2 separate regions of the Mus musculus genome follow, and region 1 is linked to region 2. The links are chromatin contacts, called in public HiChIP or PLAC-seq maps. All regions are on one chromosome and are shown on one strand. The core of a region is the stretch at or near the end of the contact, and the rest is flanking DNA. Distances in the headings are between cores, read along the strand shown. Region 1 overlaps Gm39795 (a long non-coding RNA gene). Region 2 overlaps Cntrl (centriolin).

Region 1 (4,188 bases), core at 1,391-3,890, 99 kb after region 2:
AGGATCAGATGCGCCTGTAGATGCCAAAGGCCTTTGTGAGCCGGAAAGCCAAGAGGGTCGCTGTGACAGTGTTTCAGTTCTGAACAGAAGAAAATTTCTTACTGTATGAAGAGAAAGCCCTTCAGCCCATGGCATCAGTGAGCAGCCTGTGATGTCCCTGTTGCTTGCCCATAGCATCAGGAAGTGAGTGCCTGCATTGTTCAGCTCTCCGCCACACCTAGCTCCTGAGCGATGACAGGAGCCGCCTACTATCCCTCTTAAAGTCTAGATAAAAGGGCCTTTGATGGTCATCAAGACACTTAGTCCTTGGAGCTAGGGGTTCCTGGAAGGTTCTCTAGGCCCAGACAGAGGCCTGGCCTGGCCCCAGCTGACACTGAAGAACCATGTCTGGCTTCTGGGGTGCTGTTTCGCTCCATGAGGGAGCTGCCTCTGAGAGATTTTTATCAGTAAGGAGTGTCCCTTTCTGTGTGTACTTTGCTCTCTAGCAATGTCACAAGGACCTTGCATTCTCCCTGCCTGCCCTGCTTTTGCAAACACCGCAGGACCACAAGCAGACCTGCTTGGGTCTAGCTGAGTATGAGCGCTTGCTGAGCTGGCCTGCTTGTTCTTGTCCTGTACCTCCATGAACTCCATGTGAGCAAGATGACCCGGGGTCCTGTCAGATCCGCAGATAGCCTTGTCACAAGTCTCTGGCACACTGATTGCTTTCTCTTCATCTAGAACATTCTCTTCTTTGCTGTGGGAGAGGCTGGCCGGTCTGTTTTCCTGAGCTGCCCCACCCCACCCTTTCTGGGCTTTTGTTTTTTTTTTACTTAAATGCTCACCGGATTCTGGAATCCATGAATCACGTGACAGATATTTAGGCCCTGAGCTGAGTGTTGGAGAATGGGCAAAGAACGAATCCTTTCCATGCATCCTGTGTAGATAGTCATTCCTGCCACTGAGTCAGATTTTCTTCACCTGAGGAGGAGGAGATAGTTTAGGTGCCCGGGGGTGGGGGTGGGGGGTGGGGCAGGTGGACAGTGCAGAAAAGCTTGAGTACAGGACAGCAGGGTGGCTAGGCAGGGAGAGCATCCCTCAGAGGGAATGGGGAAAGTTCAGACAAGGGGATAAGGCCATGCTGCCCTTGACTGTGGGTTTTACTCCAGGCTACTGGGGGCTTTCAGGAGCTTCCCAGTGGGAGACCAGGAGAATTTTATTAGTGGAACCATCATGTATGCACACATGCACATACACACACACACAGATGTACACACACATACAGACACACACGGGCGCACACACACACCCAATGTGGTGTTGTTGCTTTAGGGTTTTCCTCATTGAAGTGCCCCAGTGCTTCCTCATGTGAGGCCTTATGTTGAGAAGTCCTGGGAAATGAGCGCTTTCCCAAGATCCTCTTGGTTCTTTGCCCCACCCTCCCTTTCCTAGGCAGCCCTTGCTGACTTCTGTACTGGAAAGAGAGGTGAGCTGTACCATCCTGCAAGAGCAGTGATACTTTAATCCATGAGGAGACAGTGGTGGCTGATACCCAGGGTGCATTTGCTGACTTCCAAGACGCCCAGGGAGCCAGTCAGCTTTTCATGCCCCTGAGATTAGCACTGGGCTGAGATGAGCATTATGTGCAAGGGGCTGGTCACCTGGAGGAGCCCAATGTGCCTGAGGACAAGTGAGTCATGGGTGGAGACTGAGTTGGGAGCGGCCGGAGGTGACAGGGATGTCTAGAGAGACCTTGAAAGTTAGTTTCAATTTTCTGGGTCACCGCATAGATGGCTGTCAAGGAGAGGAATAATTTGATTGATGGGATTGTAGAGCAGCCAATTGGTGGAAGGCAAAGGGGAGGGTGGGTCAGAGCAGGCAATGCTGAGAGCTGGTAGGAGAGAATGTGTGTTACCAGTGAAGCCCTGTCGCTTCCCTTCACTACACACGCGCACACACACACACACACACACACACACACATTGGCACACAGAGACATACACATATACACATTTATACAGATACATACATACATACATACATACATACATACATAAACATACACTCAGACACAGACACACACACAAAGTGGGGGAGCGAGATGGGGAGGGGAATAGCGAATAGCCAGGCTGGTCTTCTCTGTTCTTTGTTCTTGTTGGGTTCTGTCCCCACTGTCCAGCTAGGCTGACTTGAGTTAGATCTCTGCAGCTCTGGATTCAGGAGTGAGAGAGTCTGAGTCTGAGTCTGAGTCACTATCTCTCTAACCCGAAGGTGCCCCAGTCCCTCTCAGTTTGGCTTTCTGCACCCATGAACTAGGGCTGGATGGTGGCTGGGAAGAAGCCGAGAAGCCTGGTTTAAGTACATGGGACGGCTGGGGAGCCTTGGTTTTACCGTTGGTGAAGGCCCTGCCCAGGTCACAAGTTGCCCACTGGGGACTCCTCTGTGGCCACAAGTCTGTAATCTGAACCAGAAACAAGATGTTCCCAGCAGAGCTCACAGAGGCCACCAGGAAGATTTGGGGGTGGGGAAAGGAGGGTTGGAAATGCCTTTAGCACTGGTGTCTGGCCCAAGGCCAAGCATGGAGGAACTGGTCAGGACTTGTTCAACTCTTCATCCTGGGCTCTCAGCACTCAGGATGGCTAGGTTCTTAAAAATCCTAAACAACACAACAACAGAGGCTATGGATATAGCTCAGATAATAAGAATGCTTGCCTAGGGTAGGCTGGGCCCTGGGATTGGTTCCCAGGACTGAGATGATGATGATGATGATGAGGAGGAGGAGGTTGAGGACGATGATAAAACACAGTTTCCAAATTGATGGGGCAGGGCACAAAGAAGTAGGTGTGAAAAGCAGAGGGTGCCACAGGCAGACTAAGAGCATCCTGGCTGGAAGGGCCCAAAGGCTCACAACTGACCTCCCTAGTTCACAGTTTTGGAAACTGAGTCCCAGGCAGAAGCAATGGAAATAAGAAGCAGAAAAAAAGGAGCCTAGGCCCAGGTCCAGGATTCCCTCTAGGTAGGTGTGGCTCTTTGCTCCAACCCGCTGCCTCCAAGGAGCGTGAATAATGTTCGGTTAACTGTGGGGGAGAGGAGGCGGAGGCTGTTTGTACTCTGCTGCCTGTGGAGTCGGGGCTGGCGCAGCTATTTCAGCCCAAGCCACAGGGTCCTATTTATAGGCCTGTGTGATTAGCCTGGCCTATGTCAAAGGCCTTTTCCCTTCTGCCCTGCCCGGCCATGGCTGAGGACAGAAGCCCTAACAGGAATGGCAAGTAGCAGGGACTTGAGGGTGCTTTCTGCAGCATGCTCAGGCGGGGCAGGCAGGTTAGCCAGTTTAGCCAGCAAACTGTTCTCTGCCTGTTCTGATGCCCTCTTCTGGCCTCCAAGAGCAATGCATGCATGTGGCACAGCGATATTGGCCGGCAGAACTCATGCAAGTAAATAAAATCTTAAAAATAAATAAATAAACAAATAAATGCGATGTATTTTTATTTTATGTGTTTCACCTGCATCTCTTCATCGCTGTATGTGTGTCTGGTGCTGAGGAGACCCCAAGAGGACGTTGCATCCCCTGCAAATGGAGTTACATACAGATGATGGGTGTGAGTTGCCATTTAGTGCTGGGAACTGAACTCAGGTTCTCTGCAAGAGCAGCCAGTAGGTGCTTTGTAAGGGGGGGTGGGGAGGAAGAGGGAGAGACAGAGACAGAGACAGAGACAGAGAGGGGGAGAGAGACACACACAGAGTAACAGGCTTCAAAAAATCAAGTAGCCCTGAATTTAAACTCTGATTTGAGGTTCCCAATTGTGTGGTTGGTCTTCAGCTGAAGCTCTGTGAGCCCGTTTCCTTATCTACGAAGCTGGATGATGGCACCGTAAGTTTTAAATGGTGCTTATGAGGCTCATATCATGGAGCTGAGGAGATGGCTCAGAAGGTAAAGTGCTGGCCCCACACACCTGTTGGCTCCCTGGCATCTCTATAACCAGAGTCCAGGGGAGGGGAGAGGAGAGGGGAGGGGAGGGGAGGGGAGGGGAGGGGAGGAGAGAGAGGGAAGGCGAGGCAAGGCGAGGTGGGAAGGGAAAGCAGAGAGAAGATCACCTAGGGCTTCCTGCTTAGACTGTTAGAGCCAATATGTGAGCTCCCAGTTCAAGGAGTAAACATGCCCCCCCCCCCAAATTAAGATCTCTAGCCTCTACATGCACACACACACAC
Region 2 (4,618 bases), core at 1,604-4,103:
AGATGGTGCTATTGGGGGTTTTCTTGCTATTTGCTCAAGATCACATAGTTAGTAATAGATAGCAATGCTGTCTATACATTGTCTTCATGAAAGAGTGTACCAAGTCTTACGTTTCCAGCAGCAATGTAGAATATACTTGTTTTGTTTTTTTGTTTGTTTGTTTTTTCAAGACAAGGTTTCTCTGTAGCCCTGGCTGTCCTGGAACTCACTCTGTAGACCAGGCTGGCCTCGAACTCAGAAATCCGCCTGCCTCTGCCTCCCAAGTGCTGGGATTAAAGGCATGCGCCACCACGCCCGGCCAAATATACTTGTTTTTAAACCATGCATCTCACCAACATTATTAGTTAAATGTTTATGAGATTCTTTAATATAGAAACCTTTTTAAATCCCACAAGGTTATATATATAACCTTGATGTCTTTTGGCATCATTGATTTAACAGAAACAAATGTAAATTCAGTTCCAATGTACTTTGAAGGGGGATCCAGTATGTAAACATATATGCTATATGTATACTTGCAAATAGCATTTTATGAAAATGTTTTGGTAGGTAAACAGGAAGCCATAAACTCTCTGCAGGAGGAACTGGATAGCACCCAAGACCATTTGGACCTAGCAAAGCAGGTAAGGCTCAAAATATAATTGGCTTTTTACAGTTCGCACTGCAGCCTCATAGGGCTCCTCACACAGCATCATAAGGTCGTCTACACAGCCCCATAGACCACCCACACTCCCTCACACAGCACCAGAGGGCCTCCTTACCCAGCACAGCCTTCAGATAAGGCTTTGGTCCTTAGGTGGTTCTCTGATCTATTTCAGCTCTTGATTCATTTACTCAAAGCTAAGAAGAAGTAAGGTAGTAGTTAGACCAAAGTCAAACAGCAGTTCAAAGAAGCCTTACCGAGGATGCTGGGATGTAGGGATCCGTGTGCAGAGCAGCTGTCCATTCAGAGCAGGGTCTGGTCAGGTGTTGACTAGAGCAGCTGTGGCCCTGTGCTTCTGATGACCTTGCTCTAGGTGACTCTGAGTCAGCCTGTGAGAATAGGGCTACAGTTTGTGTTTCAGAGGACTTCAAGCAAATGAGATGAAACACCTAATCTTTCTTCTGTACCTCCAGGGTTCTGTGTTTCTAAGACATAAAACTTTTAGAACAAAAACCTGTTTACTTTTAAGATGTCAGTCTTTTTTTAAAGATTTATTTATTTATTTCATGTATGTGGGTATACTGTCCTTGTCTTCAGGCACACCAGAAGAGGGTATAGGATCCCATTACAGATGGTTGTGAGCCACCATGTGGTTGCTGGGAATTGAACTCAGAACCCCTGGAAGAACAGTCAGTGCTCTTAACCACTGAGCCACCTCTCCAGCCCCCAAGATGTTAGATTCTTAAATTTCTCTGTGTTAAAATTTTTTCAGAATTTTTTCTAAGTTTTGAACTTGTCTGAATATTTGATACAGTAACAAAGGCAGATTAATTCTTGAGTCCAGCACCTTCATTTTCTCGACAGCCCTGGGTTACTTGCAGAGCAGCGTTTATTCCTGCCTCGGTGGCAAGGCCGGGAAGCTCTCACTGTGGTCTCACCATCTACTTGTTAGGCGCTAAGACAAGGAAAGCCAGGAATTAACTTCTAGTCCTGGGTACCTTCCTCTAAGTTTGCTGAGAGGATAAAGGAGGTGGCACTTTTCAGACTTGGTGGGCTCTGGACTGACACCGTCACCTTAGGAAGTGGCTCTGTGAGGTGTTTCCGTGTGTTCTTTTGCCTAAAGGACCTGATCCACACCACCAAGTGCCAGAACGAGTTGCTCAATGAGCAGACGCAGCTGCAGGAGGACATCAGCAAATGGATGGCCAGGTTAGAGAGCTGCCAGAAAGAGACGGAGACAAAGGAACAGCAAGTCCAGCAGCTCCAGGATGAGATCAGAGAGAGCAAGCTCCGGCTGGACCAGCAGGAGATGGTACTGTGCTCAGAGGGGTACTCGCTTCCCGGGGCTCTGGGCTTCCCACCTCCCCACCCAGGTCACACTGCCCATGTGCACCTTCTCTGGGACTCTTTGGTTAATATAACTGATAGGTTGTTAAGTCATCCAGCACTCATCCTGTAAAGAGCTTAGTGGCCACATGCTAGTTAATTAGCGACCTGTATCTTCTCACAGTGGCCAGGTGGCTTCATCGTTACAGAGGCACTGGCATTTGTTCTGTCTGTCTGTCTGTCTGTCTGTCTGTCTCCCCTTCTCTGTAAGCGCTTCTCTCTTTGGAACTGGAATCTGAGGATCATCTGGGACATTTGTTCTTTTAATGATCGACTCAGGTTATTGTCTCTCTATTCAGATGTTTCAAAAACTCCAGAAAGAAAGAGAACGTGAGGAGCAGAAGTTCGAGGCTGGTAAAGTGACGCTGGAGCAGCAGCAGAGGCAGCTGGAGAAGGAGCTGACGGACCAGAAAAGCAGGCTGAAGCAGCTGCTCACAGACGTGTCGGCAGCTGAAGGACGCCTGGGAACCCTGCAGGAAGAGGAGCGGCGCATTGAGGGCCTGGAGAGGATGCTGTCCCAGGCCAGTAAGTCCACGGCCACCATCCAGGGAAGGGTGGGAGCGGGGCTGTCCTGGTCGTCTGGTGAAGTATGTGAGGAAGACCCAGACCTGGCCACCCCAGGAGGAGGCAGGAGAGCCAAAGCAGGAAGGAAGGCAACAGCCCTGGGAAGGATGGCCAAGGACGCAGGGAGGTAGGGCGAATGTATCTTTATGGTGAAGTTTGACCCTGAGACTGGCCAATGTGTCTCTTCGTGCCCTTGAACCGTGCACAGGAAAGCAGGACATTACAGTGGGATGTTAGAGTCTCTGAAGGACAAGTTATTTGGGAGTAGTGACCTCAGCTATTGGGAAACACAGTGTCAGCAGCCGAAGGTTGAATGCATGAGCTAAGCTAGAGTTGGATTTACTTTGGAGTCAGTTTGCTCTCCCTTGGCGAAACTTTCTTGAGCCTGTGGAGTAGGCCGCAGACTTGTGCGAGCCAGTACTAGAGGGAAACAGCAGAGTAGGGAACATTCCACTCACTAACAGGCAGCCTGCACTAAGGAGCACAGGGCTCTGCCCACAGCTGGCCCAGGGCCACGGCCAACCCTACTAAGTGTGCACACTCACATTCCAGAACAGCAGCTTTCAGAACGGGAGCAGCAGCTAATGGCCAAGTCAGGTGAGCTGCTGGCCCTGCAGAAAGAGGCTGACGATATGAGGGCCGACTTCAGCCTCCTGAGGAACCAGTTCTTAACAGAAAGGAAGAAGGCAGAGAAGCAGGTGGCCGGGCTAAAGGAAGCACTGAAGATCCAGCGCAGTCAGCTGGAGAAAAACCTCCTGGTGAGTGTTTGCTGCCCTGGGAGTGTAGGGAAATCAATACGTTTACCCGACTTGACACATGCATTTTTCTTATACACAGCTTCATTATGAAGAAAATAAATCATCCATCAACCCAGGCCCTACCCCAGTGGTTATTATTGGTGTATTTTGTCATAATTGATTGTTGAAGCACACAGTGAGTCTTGGCTGCCAGCAGCCATCCTGTGGACAGCACAGCACAGTAGGGAGCTCTGCCCTCTGCTCAGCCCACTGCAGGCTCTAGGCATTGGGTTGGTAGGCACCTTTGCAGAGCCTCAGGCAGCCTGTTTGTGGCAATCTGCCCTTTTTGTTCAGCATTAATTTTTATCAAGCGTTAAAACCAGGAAGCCTGGTCTACCATGCTTTTACCCATGACCTAAGGGGTGGGGTGGTGATGACATCAGTCAGAGCAGTGTGCACAGTGTTTCCAGGAGTGGCTGTTTCCAGCGCTCTCTGGAGGGACTAGTAGAACTGCTGTATGAAGGAAATCTGATGCGTTATCAGAAGGTGGTGTGCTTTAACTAGGACTTGGGCAGGATGATCGGAAAGATAGATTTAAGCTGGCCATGGTGGCCCAGTCCTCTAATCCCAGACTCAAAACCAGAGGCTGGAGGATCTCTGTGAGTTCGAGGCCAGCCTGGTCTTACAGTGAGTTCCAGGCCAACCAGAGCTACACAGTGAGACCCTGTCTCAAATCAATAAATGATAATCCCTACAGCCCCTGAAGGATGTTGCCCTTTCATGGGTCACTGATGGGGCTGAGGGAGGGGAAGGTGACTTGTCAGAGGTACTGCTAAAGATTTGGCTTCAAACACTGGATTCAAATTCTCCCAGTCACACTACACCTGCCTCCAGAATGCTCCATTTCACAGTTGTAGAAACTGAGGTCTTTACATTGCTGGTGAGTGTGGAACCCGTGTGTGTCTGCAAAGTCCTTTGCCTCCCTGCATGCTAGGAGCAGAAGCAGGAGAACAGCTGCATGCAAAAGGAAATGGCTACAATTGAGCTGGTGGCCCAGGACAACCACGAGAGGGCCAGGCGCCTCATGAAGGAGCTGAGCCAGATGCAGCAGGAGTACCTGGAACTCAAGAAACAGGTGTGCACCCCAGAACCCCAGCTGACCAGCCCGGGCCACTGTGCGGGCACAGGCAGGGTTTATTGTTGTCAGTATCTCTTTAACAGGAATGTGGGACTTGTGAAAGCTGACTGTAAAGAGTGTTCTTCAAGTTAATTTTTTTCTTAGCCTTAA

The links. HiChIP or PLAC-seq counts read pairs in DNA pulled down with a chosen protein or histone mark.
Region 1: a contact with region 2 is called in an HNF4G HiChIP or PLAC-seq map of pancreatic cancer cells. The contact joins two enhancer-like sites. A contact is called at or near these places in 3 of 115 datasets of contacts at active chromatin or transcription factors (embryonic stem cells, microglia and pancreatic cancer cells) and 3 of 9 other capture datasets (adipose tissue, liver and pancreatic islet).

The regions. Positions count from the first base shown.
Region 1 is chr2:35,267,546-35,271,733 of GRCm38.p6, forward strand. It overlaps Gm39795 (a long non-coding RNA gene), which reads right to left. Exons shown (of 3, transcript XR_003954036.1): 3 at 1-960. It also overlaps a transcript of Gsn not described here. Among named protein-coding and RNA genes, the nearest start is that of Gm39795, 4.0 kb to the right of the region's middle. Within about 2 kb of position 2,641, at least 123 of the 459 cell types and tissues checked have an H3K27ac peak or open chromatin away from gene starts, as enhancers often do. A contact at or near this core is called in adipose tissue and pancreatic cancer cells, where this site is marked.
Region 2 is chr2:35,168,693-35,173,310 of GRCm38.p6, forward strand. It overlaps Cntrl (centriolin), which reads left to right. Exons shown (of 44, transcript NM_001379274.1): 35 at 550-623; 36 at 1,767-1,955; 37 at 2,329-2,554; 38 at 3,146-3,351; 39 at 4,325-4,465. Among named protein-coding and RNA genes, the nearest start is that of Rab14, 30 kb to the right of the region's middle. Within about 2 kb of position 2,854, at least 42 of the 459 cell types and tissues checked have an H3K27ac peak or open chromatin away from gene starts, as enhancers often do. A contact at or near this core is called in adipose tissue and pancreatic cancer cells, where this site is marked.